Linked DNA regions of Mus musculus: regions 2 and 3 are each linked to region 1. The links are chromatin contacts, called in public Hi-C maps. All regions are on one chromosome and are shown on one strand. Each heading gives the region's core, a stretch centred on a gene start, on an enhancer-like site or on the middle of the called end of the contact. The rest is flanking DNA. Distances are from core to core; before and after follow the strand shown. Region 1 has its middle 190 kb from the start of Gm30904. Region 2 has its middle 610 kb from the start of Gm30904. Region 3 has its middle 390 kb from the start of Gm30904.

What was found. Hi-C and Micro-C count contacts between places; a contact is called where the count stands out from the background.
Region 2: a contact with region 1 is called in a Hi-C map of forebrain, with 2.7 times the contacts expected there. The contact joins two enhancer-like sites. A contact is called at or near these places in 3 of 484 Hi-C or Micro-C datasets (cerebral cortex, cortical neurons and forebrain).
Region 3: a contact with region 1 is called in a Hi-C map of cortical neurons, with 2.7 times the contacts expected there. The contact joins two enhancer-like sites. A contact is called at or near these places in 2 of 484 Hi-C or Micro-C datasets (cerebral cortex and cortical neurons).

Annotation. Positions count from the first base shown.
Region 1 is chr2:8,534,417-8,538,723 of GRCm38.p6, forward strand. No RefSeq gene overlaps it. Among named protein-coding and RNA genes, the nearest start is that of Gm30904, 190 kb to the left of the region's middle. Within about 2 kb of position 2,600, at least 14 of the 459 cell types and tissues checked have an H3K27ac peak or open chromatin away from gene starts, as enhancers often do. A contact at or near this core is called in cortical neurons and forebrain, where this site is marked.
Region 2 is chr2:7,731,868-7,736,174 of GRCm38.p6, forward strand. No RefSeq gene overlaps it. Among named protein-coding and RNA genes, the nearest start is that of Gm30904, 610 kb to the right of the region's middle. Within about 2 kb of position 2,419, at least 21 of the 459 cell types and tissues checked have an H3K27ac peak or open chromatin away from gene starts, as enhancers often do. A contact at or near this core is called in cortical neurons and forebrain, where this site is marked.
Region 3 is chr2:7,952,586-7,956,892 of GRCm38.p6, forward strand. No RefSeq gene overlaps it. Among named protein-coding and RNA genes, the nearest start is that of Gm30904, 390 kb to the right of the region's middle. Within about 2 kb of position 1,871, at least 4 of the 459 cell types and tissues checked have an H3K27ac peak or open chromatin away from gene starts, as enhancers often do. A contact at or near this core is called in cortical neurons, where this site is marked.

The DNA of each region.
Region 1 (4,307 bases), core at 1,350-3,849:
CAACTAGATGTATTATGACAAATAACTCAGCAGGGATGTAAACAAAAGTTTCCGGGATTGTGTGTTATTTCCATTCAGTATGTTAAATTTACTAGGGCAGCTAAATTGTCAAAAAGTCTTTTTCAGTATATGTTACAGAATTGGATGGCTGAATTTGAACAGATCCTTCGGGAATTGAGACTTCAGGTCAACTCCACGCGCTTGGACCTGTCGCTGACCAAAGGATTACCCAATTGGATCTCCTCAGCATTTTCTTTCTTTAAAAAATGGGTGGGATTAATATTATTTGGAGATACACTTTGCTGTGGATTAGTGTTGCTTCTTTGATTGGTCTGTAAGCTTAAGGCCTAAACTAGGAGAGACAAGGTGGTTATTGCCCAGGCGCTTGCAGGACTAGAACATGGAGCTCCCCCTGATATATGGTTATCTATGCTTAGGCAATAGGTCGCTGGCCACTCAGCTCTTATATCCCATGAGGCTAGACTCATTGCACGGGATAGAGTGAGTGTGCTTCAGCAGCCCGAGAGAGTTGCAAGGCTAAGCACTGCAATGGAAAGGCTCTGCGGCATATATGAGCCTATTCTAGGGAGACATGTCATCTTTCAAGAAGGTTCAGTGTCCTAGTTCCCTTCCCCCAGGCAAAACGACACGGGAGCAGGTCAGGGTTGCTCTGGGTAAAAGCCTGTGAGCCTAAGAGCTAATCCTGTACATGGCTCCTTTACCTACACACTGGGGATTTGACCTCTATCTCCACTCTCATTAATATGGGTGGCCTATTTGCTCTTATTAAAAGGATAGGGGGAGATGTTGGGAGCCGCGCCCACATTCGCCGTTACAAGATGGCGCTGACATGCTGTGTTCTAAGTGGTAAACAAATAATCTGCGCATGTGCCAAGGGTATCTTATGACTACTTGTGCTCTGCCTTCCCCGTGACGTCAACTCGGCCGATGGGCTGCAGCCAATCAGGGAGTGACACGTCCGAGGTGAAGGAGAATGCTCCTTAAGAGGGACGGGTTTTCGTTTTCTCTCTCTCTTGCTTCTCTCTCTCTTGCTTCTCTCTCTCTTGCTTCTTGCTCTCTTGCTTCCTGCACCCTGGCTCCTGAAGATGTAAGAAATAAAGCTTTGCCGCAGAAGATTCTGGTCTGTGGTGTTCTTCCTGGCCGGTCGTGAGAACGCGTCTAATAACAATTGTGTTTTTGTGTATCCAAGAATAAGAACATAGACAACTTTAATACATTCAAAAGAAAATGATTTGCCCGAAAATACACAAAGACTTTTTCTAGCTTCTCTTTGCACTTAGCGACAGTTTCATGTTAGTGGAGTTCAGGGAATGTACTTATTAGTTACTAGAGAAGATTGTGTTTCCAAGCTTGACTGTGGCTTCTACAGTTGTTTTGGGTTATAATCTTGAGTGAACAAACAAAAGAACCATACATTCTAAAAACACTGCAACCAAACATTTAATTATAGTCCTCCTGTGCTCAGCAAGGGAGGGAATAGTTACAGTGATAATTTTACAATGTAATGACAAAAATCAGTCTTTTCTAGTACTGTTCTGCACCCTGGGTGACATCCAAAGTGACCTTTTGGCAATGATGTTTCTTCTCTTTTTTCTCTCTCTCTCTCCTTTTTTTTTTCTTCTTTTTTTAACTGATTCACGTTACATCCAGCTCACAGCCCCTGTCCTGGTCACTCCCACCCATAATCCTTCACCTCTTCACCTCTCCTTCTCCTCTGAGCCAGTAGGACCCCTCTGGGTTTCCCTTCACTCAGGCACTTCAAGCCTCTGCGAGGCTAGGCACACACTCCCTCTCCCATTAAGGCCTGAGGAGACCACCTAGCTAGTAGAACCTCTCCCACGTATAGGCAACAGCTTTGGGACAGATCCCGCTCCAGTTATTCGGATCCCACATTAAGATCAACCTGCGCATCTGCTACATATGTCTAGCCCCTGTACGTTCTTTGGTTGGTGGTTCAGAGTCTGAGAGCTCCACGGGATAGTATGCCCAGATCATACTGTTCTAAAGAGAACTAAGCAAATGATCTAAACGCGCAGTATCGTGGTTGTTCTACTCTATCTTTTTTTTTTTATTTGAATCATGAATTTAGTTGGGACCTTTCACCCACATAATATGCCGTGTTCATAGTTGATTCCATTGTCTTCCCCTGTTTCCCCTACCCCCACTTGCTATTCTTCCCTTGAAGTAGCTCTCCTCTTTCCTTTTTATTTACTTTTGTATATATTTTAGGCATCTCAGCTTTTACAATAGTAGATTTTTATATTTCTTTTTTAATCCATCCTAATATACCTAGCTTTTTAAACAAAAAATATTTCTAAGGATTCTGATTTTTAATTTTATCTTCCATTCCCCTTTTCACTTCACAATGTCAGTGTGACTCATCCAATAGATTGATGACTCCCTTCCTCCCTCCCTCCCTCCCTCCCCTCCTCCCTCCTTCCCTCCTTTCTTTCCTTTGTCCCCTCTACCATCTCTTTTTCTCTTCTGTATGCTCTCCCTCTTTTCCTTCTTCTCTCTTCCTCCTCTCCCCCTCCCTGGCTCTCTCATCTTTCTATGGCAAAAATAGTCTCTAAATCTACATGTGGGTTTGAAAATTAAAACGTTTTAAAGTTTAACCCCATAAAAATTCCTCAACTGATCTGTGCATTCAGTTTTGTAGTTGCTACAAGGCATCCAACAGTGCCCTCTAATGCCAGTTTTTAAAACAATTGTTCCATACTTTTGCTTTAATCACAATGTTAAATCCTGTCATTTAGGAATCCATATCAAAGAATAAAATGCTATAAAATATTTACAATTTTAAAGACAAATTTTATAAAACATTTTCTTTAGATTTTAAAATTTAGTTAAATAATGTAATGTGATTACATTATTTTAACTCATCTTGATAATATTGTTTAATTACACTACTTCTGCTGATTGACACAATGTCCAACAAATTCTGTAAAGACACTTAGTAACAAATAATTAATCAAAACAGTATTTATTTTTAATGGCAAATAATAGTAACTTCTATATTAAATGCACAATTTATCACTGTAACTAGATGGATTTTTGGCACTTTCTAATTAAAAATTTTATAAACTTTGGCTAACCATATATATTTTAAGTATATAGCTATTAACTTTTTGGCTACATATTTGTCAGTATTTGTATCACATATTAAATCTGTTTTTATGAATAAATAATTTTTCCATTTTAAGTAGTAGTTCTATCAAAAATGTGAGGAGTATTCCAAAATTTTGTTTTTAAAAAAATCAAGTGGATAGCAACTACTATATGTACAAGCTTCTGGGTAAAGTAGAGTTGCCTTAGTATACCCCAGAAAATGAGAAGTCAGGGTAACACAGACTATTCCAGAGATAAGTAGAAGTGTACAGGAAGTCACAGAGAAAGCGATAGGGAAGCTTGAATGTATGTATGGGCACCTTGTGTGTACCTGGTGACTTTAGGATCAAAGGCATCAAATGCCCTGAAACTATCTAAGTAGGGCTGTTTGTAAGTCACTATATGGGTGCTGGAAAGCAAAGCCAGGTGTTCCACAAGAGCAACTAATATTCTTAACTGCTGAACCAACTCTCCAGCCCCATAAAAGTCTATTTTAAAAGCAAAATAATGGCAGCAAAGAAGAAAGAGATATTTCCACAAACCAAAACTATTTGCAAAGAGGTACCTGCTAGGGAAATATTCACAAATATGCGACTTCCCACAGCACAATTAAATACTACAAGCAAGAACATAGCAACAACAAGCACAACAACAACCTTGACATTCAATAACACACAAACAGTTGAATATCTTAATCTATTTTCAATTTATATGTTTTGTAGCCATTAAAGCTTCTAATAAACAATAATCATTATGTAACCTTAAATAAATAAATGTATCTGTTAAAAAATAGAAGTTGAATTATTTGTCTGTCTTTGTCCATGTCTATGCATCCATGTTTGTAATACATACAGAGACCAGAAGAGGAGATGAACCCTTTGGAGTAGCAGTTATAGGGATTTGTGAGCCATTGTACATGTTGGGAACTGAAGTCCCTTGATAGGGCAGCGAGTGCCTTTAACCTCTGAACTATTTATCTAGCCTCGCAAATTTTTCTACAGTAGACACATTAAAATGGCAAGTCTTTTCATCCGAAGTTATTACCTAAACATTTATGTATCTCTAATAAGTCTGTAAGTAGTGATCTCAGAATTTTGTCCTGGAACTTATTAAGATGATCTGAAAAGAACGGAATCACAGGGGTTGAGTATGGGAACCGGGTAGTGACACCAAGAAAC
Region 2 (4,307 bases), core at 1,169-3,668, 800 kb before region 1:
GTCTTCAATTCCTTAAAGTTGATGATGAACATCTCTAGCACTGCCCAGTACACGTCCATCACATGCACATGGAGTGGAGGCATGCAGTGTTCACCTGGTCAACAACAAATTGCCATCAATTGGTATATGATGAAACAGTCATTTGCTCAGTGGGATCTCCACATCACATAGAATGTGTAGACTGATTGCCCAGACAGTAGTACTTGCAAAATAATCCATGGCATTGAGAGCCAGACTTGGAATCAACATGGGTTTTTACATTTCCAAAGTGTCTCACAATCATGTCTCACATTCAGATACAGGTAGAGTGTGGGAGCGCTATTCCATGCTGAGTATTTTGTGAGGATGAATGCAAGCCAATCATAATAGACATCAGAGTTCAGGAGGTCTTGCATCCCAGCTCTGTCATTGTCTCTGATTCTACCGTGGTCTCTATCTACTCCAGACCTGGATCTTGATTCATTAATTAATTCCAAAAATATCAATTAAACCATGATATACACATGTTGCATTTGAGATAGAAAAGACTCCATGGTAGAAATGAAACCAGTTGGTCATAGATGAGGTCTTACCTATAGATGAGACTTGAAGTACATTCTGGGTGGGATGGAGAGATAATACACATTGTAGCATGTGAATAAATTAATTTTTGATACTTGCCACTTTCCATTACTTTTGTATTCATAGATGTATATACTTGTGTCCGTGTGTATATTAGTTCAGATATACAGAGTATGGATGGAGACCAGAGGTAAATATGAGATTTCACCCTTAGGACACCAGTGACCTCCTTTGAGGCAGATTCTGTGATTGGTCTGCGAATATTGAAAAAGAAATAAAAAGAAAAGGACATGAAATCTCCTCGGTTTGGTGGACGAGGTTTATTGTAGATAACAAAGAGGGTAGAGCCAGATATGGGGCATCTGGGAAAGTCCAGAGTAGACATAACAGTGAGCCATGTAAAGCGATGGAGGAGGAACAGAGAGAGGAGAGAGAGGGGAACCAAAAGAGGTCAGGTAATCAAAATGTCTGGATTATATAGGGAAGAACAGCTGAGCGATTGGCAGTCCAACCCCTGGGCTGGAGAGTTAGGGTAGAGGGTGAGGTATGCTAGCCATACTCTGTAACAGGTAGGTACTGAGGGATGCTGGGAGAACCTGGCAGCCAGGCCTATTTTCATATGTTAAATAGTCACTTGAGCCATTTGCCCAAGGGTGAGGGTTTGAGACTTACAGTCTGGGGCTCACTAGGGTAAAATGGCTGGCCAGTGGGGCTCCGGCTCATACAGTTAAATCACATTGCATTCATTTTCTCTCTGTGTGTCTCAGTAAACTTCAGATCCATATCAAAACAGCTCCTTCTGTCTTTGGAGAATCATGCATGCCAGGCTCTGGTCCCACTTTGCTCTTTTTTCCCCCTCCCCATAGGCTGCTGTGTCTCATTTTGTAAGTCTCACTACCTCTGAAATCCCTCTGTCGTACAGGATAGCCTCAAATTCCAAGATCCATCTGTCTCTGCCAACCAAATGCTAGTAACAAAATTGTGCACAACCATAGCAGGCCCTTCTTTAATTTTAAAACATCATTTAACACCTAACTCTATGACTCCTACTTTTAAAAACGGAACAATAGAATTAAGGTTCATGAGTTTATTTTTAGCAAAGAAGAGATGCACAGACAAAGGAGACAAAAACACAAATGTGGGAATGTTTCCTTCAGGGCCAGCAAGACAGTCTATTCCATGGGGAAAGGCACTTTCTGCCAAACATGAGTTCCTATGGTCAATCACAAGGACCCACATGGTAGAAGGAGAGAAAAAGATTCCTCATATTTTTGTTCTGACCACATGAGCTCTGTGGTGGTACAAGCGCATCTCTCTCTCTCTCTCTCTCACACACACACACACACACACACACACACACGCACACACACATACACTTGCATGCACATGCACACACACTTTAAAAAAAAAATTCCTGCTTGGTATTCTCACAAGTAAAATTCTGACTTTCTTTTTATCCGATGGGCATGTTTGGAGTAATTAGAACATCTGCTCCCTGAAACTTTCACTATCAACTTCATAATAAGGCAATTTTTTTCAGTCTAGTAGCTGATGGGTGAAAAGAGCAATACTTTCATAACATAACGACGAGTACACTCTCCTTTCCTAATAAAACAGAGCACAAGCCATGCTATGAAAAACAGGACATGGGAAGGACACTGGTCCTCAACCAAAAACTCTAGGAAGATGCCACAAGGTAGCCTTTCCAAATGAGAAGCTCTGGCTCTCAGATGAGGTTTTTCAGAAGAGAATTCCAGGGTCTTGACTTTTCCCTGCCTCTACAGTGTAGTTCTGTACGATGCAGTTTAATACAGCACCAACTTCCTATGAACGGATCAGAAGCAGTTTTGAAAGTCAAATGTGCCAGGGGAGTGCTTCCTGTGCAGGGTGACAGCCATTATCCGCCCTCCTGCCTCCTCTTTAAGGCTTTCAGATACAGCAGCAATTCCATAAAGTCTTTCTATTCATCTCTGGCACGTCTATCTCTTGTCTCATTATAATTTCACTTATTTCTATAAAAGAAACTTGACAGCTACAGAACATTTGAGGGAAGAGAGGAAGGCGGGTGGTATGCGGGGGAGGAAAGAAGCAGGCAGCGAGAGGGGGGGAAGCAATCTGCACGTGGCTGTAAGTCCTCAGAGAACCCCTTTGGGTGACACCTTCAGAAAGGACTGCATAACAGCCATATGGCAGCATGGTCCCTTGGCATTATTTGCAGTTGCCTAGAGGCTTCTGGGTAAATGGGATAAAGTCCCTGCCACTAGCATAACAAAGGGGAAGCTCCCCCCACCCACCCCCACCCCAGCAACAGTATACACAGCTTCCTACAGTTATCCTGAGCAGGGATTCTGGCACCTGTAACTCCATCTGTGTACATTAAAAGTTATATGTGCGTATTTGAAGCGGCAAGTTCTTGCTAAGTTGTGCATCCATTTCTTTCCTAATTCTAAAAAGAAAAATTTTAAATGAAGCAAAGGAGGCTGTCAGCTCTAAGTCTTTGCTCCCATCATACTTACATGCTAATCCCCAGCGTGATGCTTTCTGGAGATAGGCTCTTGGGAGTTAAAAAGGTCATGAAGCTAGAGTCCTCTTGAGGGGAATTGCTACCCTGGTAAAAGGCAAAATAAAAACTTTGCTATTTATGCTCAGAGCACAAAAGAAACAAGAAGCATCCAACATCCTTTAACACAGCAGCAACTCTTACTAAGAACCCAACTGCACAGGCACCCTAATGTCAGACCTGTAGTCCCAGCTATGAGAAATAATCTCTATCCCATTAATTCTCTTGGTCTATGATGCTTTGTTATAGTAACATAAACTGACTAGAGAAACTCTCTATAACTTTTACATAACTGCATCCCTCTAAATATGAATTCCTAGCATACCCACATCCTTAAGCAACACCTCATAGAAACAAGAAAAAAAATAATAAGATTTTCATGCATGCATGTGTGTTTATGTCTATATATGTTCAGAGATACACATGTGTGAACAAATTCACATACATCTGAGCATGGGCGTGTGGAGACTAGTAGACAACCTCTGTGTTATTTCTTATGTGCATCCCACTACTTTGAGACAGATTTACTTACTGACTTTGGTTGCATGGGCAGGCTTGTAAATTTAGCCATCCCTGTGTCCACCTTCCCATTGCTGGATGATAAGCCGCTATGCTAGGCTAAGCTCTCTCACACTACTGCTTAGAATCCAACCAACCCTCCATGCTTAAAGGCAAGCACTTTACCAACTAGTCATTTCCTTAGTCCCAAGTCTTTCAATTTTGATAATATAACCCATAGTTTCTTTTAGGTTATTAAATGCATTATCTCTGTGATTTTGATTCCAAGACAAAGTATTTTTGCAGGCAAACCATACTATAATAAAATATAATAATTCTTTGATCACATAATTGTTTACAATCCAAAAATATGTAACAAAAATTTAAAATAGTTCTTACTGACTTATCAAATCCTTGATATATGGATTAATAGTATAATCTAAATAATTTGACTTGTGTTACCATTTTTGATGTACTATAAGCCAAGATTCCCCTTTTTTTAGGAAAGCAGGAAAGAAGTTTATATACTTGAAAGTGTGAATGATATATACCCATAAATATGTTTTCTCTGTAGCTTTTATTAGCTTCCTGTAAATTATCTGAAGATTTACTTAAAAACACAATTACAATTGTAATTTTTATTTCCTTAGAAATGTTATTAATATTTTTCTTGGATACATTCTAGACA
Region 3 (4,307 bases), core at 621-3,120, 580 kb before region 1:
CCCAGGGACCTGAAGCAGCAACTGTCTGCTACCCCCAAAGGCCAGGTGCACTTCAATGATCTGGTCTGCTGTTTGGGGCCATGTGAATGAGGGATGTGTAGAACTGGCCCCACCCCTCATCTTGGCATAACAGGAGAGATGTCCCTGCCCCATGCCATCTACAGTATTCTGTAGAGCAGGGCCCCACGTTGCCCAGGAAGCACAGTAGAGCTGTCTCTGACAGTGGGAGTTGTGGATGAGCAGGCCCTGAAGGTATGAGAGTGGGCGATCCCTGACACTTATCTGTCATGTGGTGGTAAGGTGAGAGATATTCTGCTCTCCCCTACCCCCTTGCCATCTGTGGCAAGTGGGAGAGCTGCTCCTGTCCCTTACTGGCTGCAGCACTCAGGAGAGTGGGCCCTGTACCTTGCCTGGGCATCACAGTAGAGCTGGCTCTGCTGGCAAGGATACAAGTGATCAGAGCATTAGAGCTGGCTCTGATCACTGGGCTCTGACTATTTGGCAGTGGGCAAGCAAGCTGGAGCAGTGCTAGAGAGCCTGCCCTGGTGATGTGATACTGGAGAGATGGCAGCTAACCAGCTCAGATTCTACCTAGGCCCAGATCTGGAGCTCTGAGTCGCCTCAATCCAACATCTATGCCATCTATGAACTGCTGGAGTGGGTGAAGGGGACAGTCCTGCACATCAAGAAATTCAGGATCTCTAGGACACAGGGCAACAACAGGATATCCAAGAGCAGTCCTAGTAAAGATCCTCAAACTAGGCCAAGACTTAATAACAGTGAACATTAGCAAGCCAAGAAGTTTGAACAGGATTTACTATGGGACACACTGTGGCATACTACAGCTTCCACAATGAGATTTTTTTCATTTAGGGTGTCTTCCATTCAGTATCCTGTCAGCCCTCCAGCTTGCCTCTCTGCTCTGGTTTCAATAAGACTAGTGATGAATGAGAGAATTTGTAGGAGGCACAGGACACCCTGTCTTTTCTCGGAACCTTAAAGAAAACATTCATACATGGACAAACAGAAAAATATACGAACTTAGTGTTCATGACAGAAATGTATTATGTAGTAACAATCTATTCATGGCTTTCTGCAATAACCTGTTAGCTCATTGCCTTTATGTACGGTAAATTCAAATAGAGATTATGCAGAAACTTACCATACAAAGATGGCAGCAAAGTTCACTGGAATTCCTCAAAGCAAAGCAGTACAAGAAGACAAGGCTTTCAATTCAATTGCATTGAAATCATTCACATTAAGCAAAATAAAATGATGATAAAATCATATTTTCTTAAAACATTTTTGGAGCAGGGAGCAAAACTCATATTAAGGAAACAACTTGCCACTTAAAGAATGTCAGCTTAAAATATTTCTCATATAGTGACTATAAAAATCTCCAGGTTTTGTAAAATGATTAACTAATATAGGGGGGAGACAGAATTATGATCTCTACTAGTTGGCAGATGATGCCCTCTTATAACTACTGTCACTCTGGCAGAAGCAATATGCTTATTTAAAAAGTATAACAGAGAATTAACCCATGTATATGTGCTCCCTTTACTTTTCTGAGTATGATAATTTTTTTTGTTCATTATAGTTGTTGGGGAAATGTTTAATGGACATCCATGTTTTGCACAGGTGGACCTGAACACCAAATATTTTTATGCTCACAAAGTTTGCAGTTTGCCAGACTGCAGCAAAACCACATTTTCATCTTAACTTTTGATGGTCTCTTTCTGTTACTGAGAATAAAGACATTCTTCTTAAGTTTTTACCAAAGCAGCTGTCTCTGATGGTACAGGGCCATCAAGAAATCTCACAAGCAAATGCCAAGAACGTCACAAGATGAGAGTCATCTTTTCCCTTAACATTTTTGGAAGACTTTCTTCATATCTATAAAATACCATCTCATAGAGAATGCAAATGCAGTGCCTCTAGAAGTGGCTTTTTACTCTCAAAATACGAAAAACAAGCAAGGGAATGTCACAATGGATTACTTTTGAAACTTGGTAATGTAATCCTATTTCACACACACACACACACACACACACACACACACATATACACACGATGAAGTTTCAGGACATAGAAATATGAAATAAATGGATAGGCATATTGCCTAGTAGGGAGAATGTTTGCCTAGTGCACAGGAAGCCACTATTTTGGTATCCAGCATTGGGTGTGGTAGATGTGCCTATAATGCCAGCACCTGGGAGGTGAAGACCGAGGGAGCAGACCTTTAAAATCAAGTTTAACTATATAGTAGACTTGAAGAAAACCTGGGATACATGGGACTCTGTCTCAAAGAAAATCAATAAAGTACAAATTAAGGTTCACTTATCAACTAAAACATATCCCATGAAAAGAGTTTCTTTTTGTAAAAATTATGTTAGACATTCAAATTTAATCTCTCTCTCTCTTTCTGTCTCTCTCTCTTTCTCTGTCTCTCTCTCTCTCTGTGTCTCTCTCTGTCTCTGTCTCTCTGTCTCTCTCTCTGTCTCTGTCTCTGTCTCTCTCTCTCTCTCTCTCAATGCTAGCAAAGATGACTATTATGCTGCTTTATAAGAAACATGATTTGGCCTCTGAAGTGTGTGACAACAGTGATTGTTGCATCGCTCCAACATGTACTGACTTGTTCAGCATAGAGTTAAAAAAAGAAACTTTTGCATACACTATGTCTTTGGCTTCAAAATCCATTTTCTAACCTTTGAAATTTCAGTAAAAATGTTCTCTCTCCTGTGTGCTGTCAGGGAAACCTCTCAGCAGTCACATTTCTAGCTTCTGGTTCTGCTTCTGTGACAGGGTCTCCTTGATTGAAGCTCTTTAACCAGATCAGAAGGCAGACCCCTGAGCCTCTGTGATCGTTTGCTTAGTGACCCCCTCAGAGAAGGGCAATGAATTGCTTGTTACTTTTCAAGTTTCTCAGAGATGGAGAGAATTTTATAAGCTCTCAGGAGATTGTTTTAAATGGGGTTGTTTTTAATTCACTGAAAATGGTCTGTGGAAGATGACTTCTACATAATTGTACCCATGGTGGCTAACTAGTATGTGTCTTTTTATGAAGTAAAGAGTTCATGTGCACACAGCTAGGAAGCACCTATGCATTATAGATGTGGTTACCAATGTTTGAAAGTGTTACCGAAAATAGGGACAAATTACATGGAAATGATGTCGTGTCAAGTGTAATCCTATCATTTATTTTAAGAAGGGTGGACCATGTTCATTATACTGAATCACTGCTGGAATGAACATTCCAGAAAAATAATGAAAGTTATCAGAAAACAAGTGTTGGTTTTGTTTTCCAGGAGAAAAGGAGGTAAGGATAGGTAGAAGATGGGTCAGGAGGGATAGGTTCATTTTCTATGGCCTCTTCGGCTATAACTGGATGCTTAACATCTCCCTCAAGAGCTGAGGCTTTAAAATCATTTAGGAGATGGGCTGCTTCTTGCTTCTGACTGATAATGGTTATTTTCAAAGTCCCTGTCTTGACTAGATTATTTATTCATCTATTTATGTATCTATTTATGTATCTATGAATCTATCTATGTGTTTACCTATGTATCTATGTATCTATCTATATGAATATATGTATGTATGTATGTATCTATCATCTATATATCTATGCATCTATCTACCTATTATCTATCTATCTATCTATCTATCTATCTATCTATCTATCTATCTATCTATCATCTATCTACCTATCCTCTGAGCTCTGTCAATCCTCCACTTCAAGGCCTTGAACACACTCATCTTTTATCTTTTCCCTGTCTCCAAATTTTGTTTCATTGAGAACATCAGTTGAGATTATGCAGTATGTATACCTCTTATAGCTGTCATACAGGCCTTGGATATTCTGTTTTTTTTATTTGAGAATTAATTATTTATATAAAAAAGTGATCTTCAGCATGAAACATATTACACTTGGATTTAGCAAACCTATATATTTACTATTATAATATGCTTGTCATTGTGCTACAAGAAATCCTTCCTACTCATCGTTTTGTTTTGTTTAGTTTTGGTTTGGTTTTGGTCAAACCAGTTTATATCCTTTGTTCATACCCTTGAACTCTTGAACTTACAGCAGTTTGTGCTTGTCTACACAGCGTCTGCAAAAGAGTAAGCATTGAGTATTGAATCACAGATAGATAGGTGCTTGTAGCTAATAGCATTCAGAGCACCGAGGCAGAGGAAGTTAGTCTTTAGAGACATAACCATTGGTGAGTTACTCTTATATTAGTCAACAGGTGCCACTCACATCCTTTAACATGTTACTAGTTAAACCCAGGAGAATGTAATAAAAA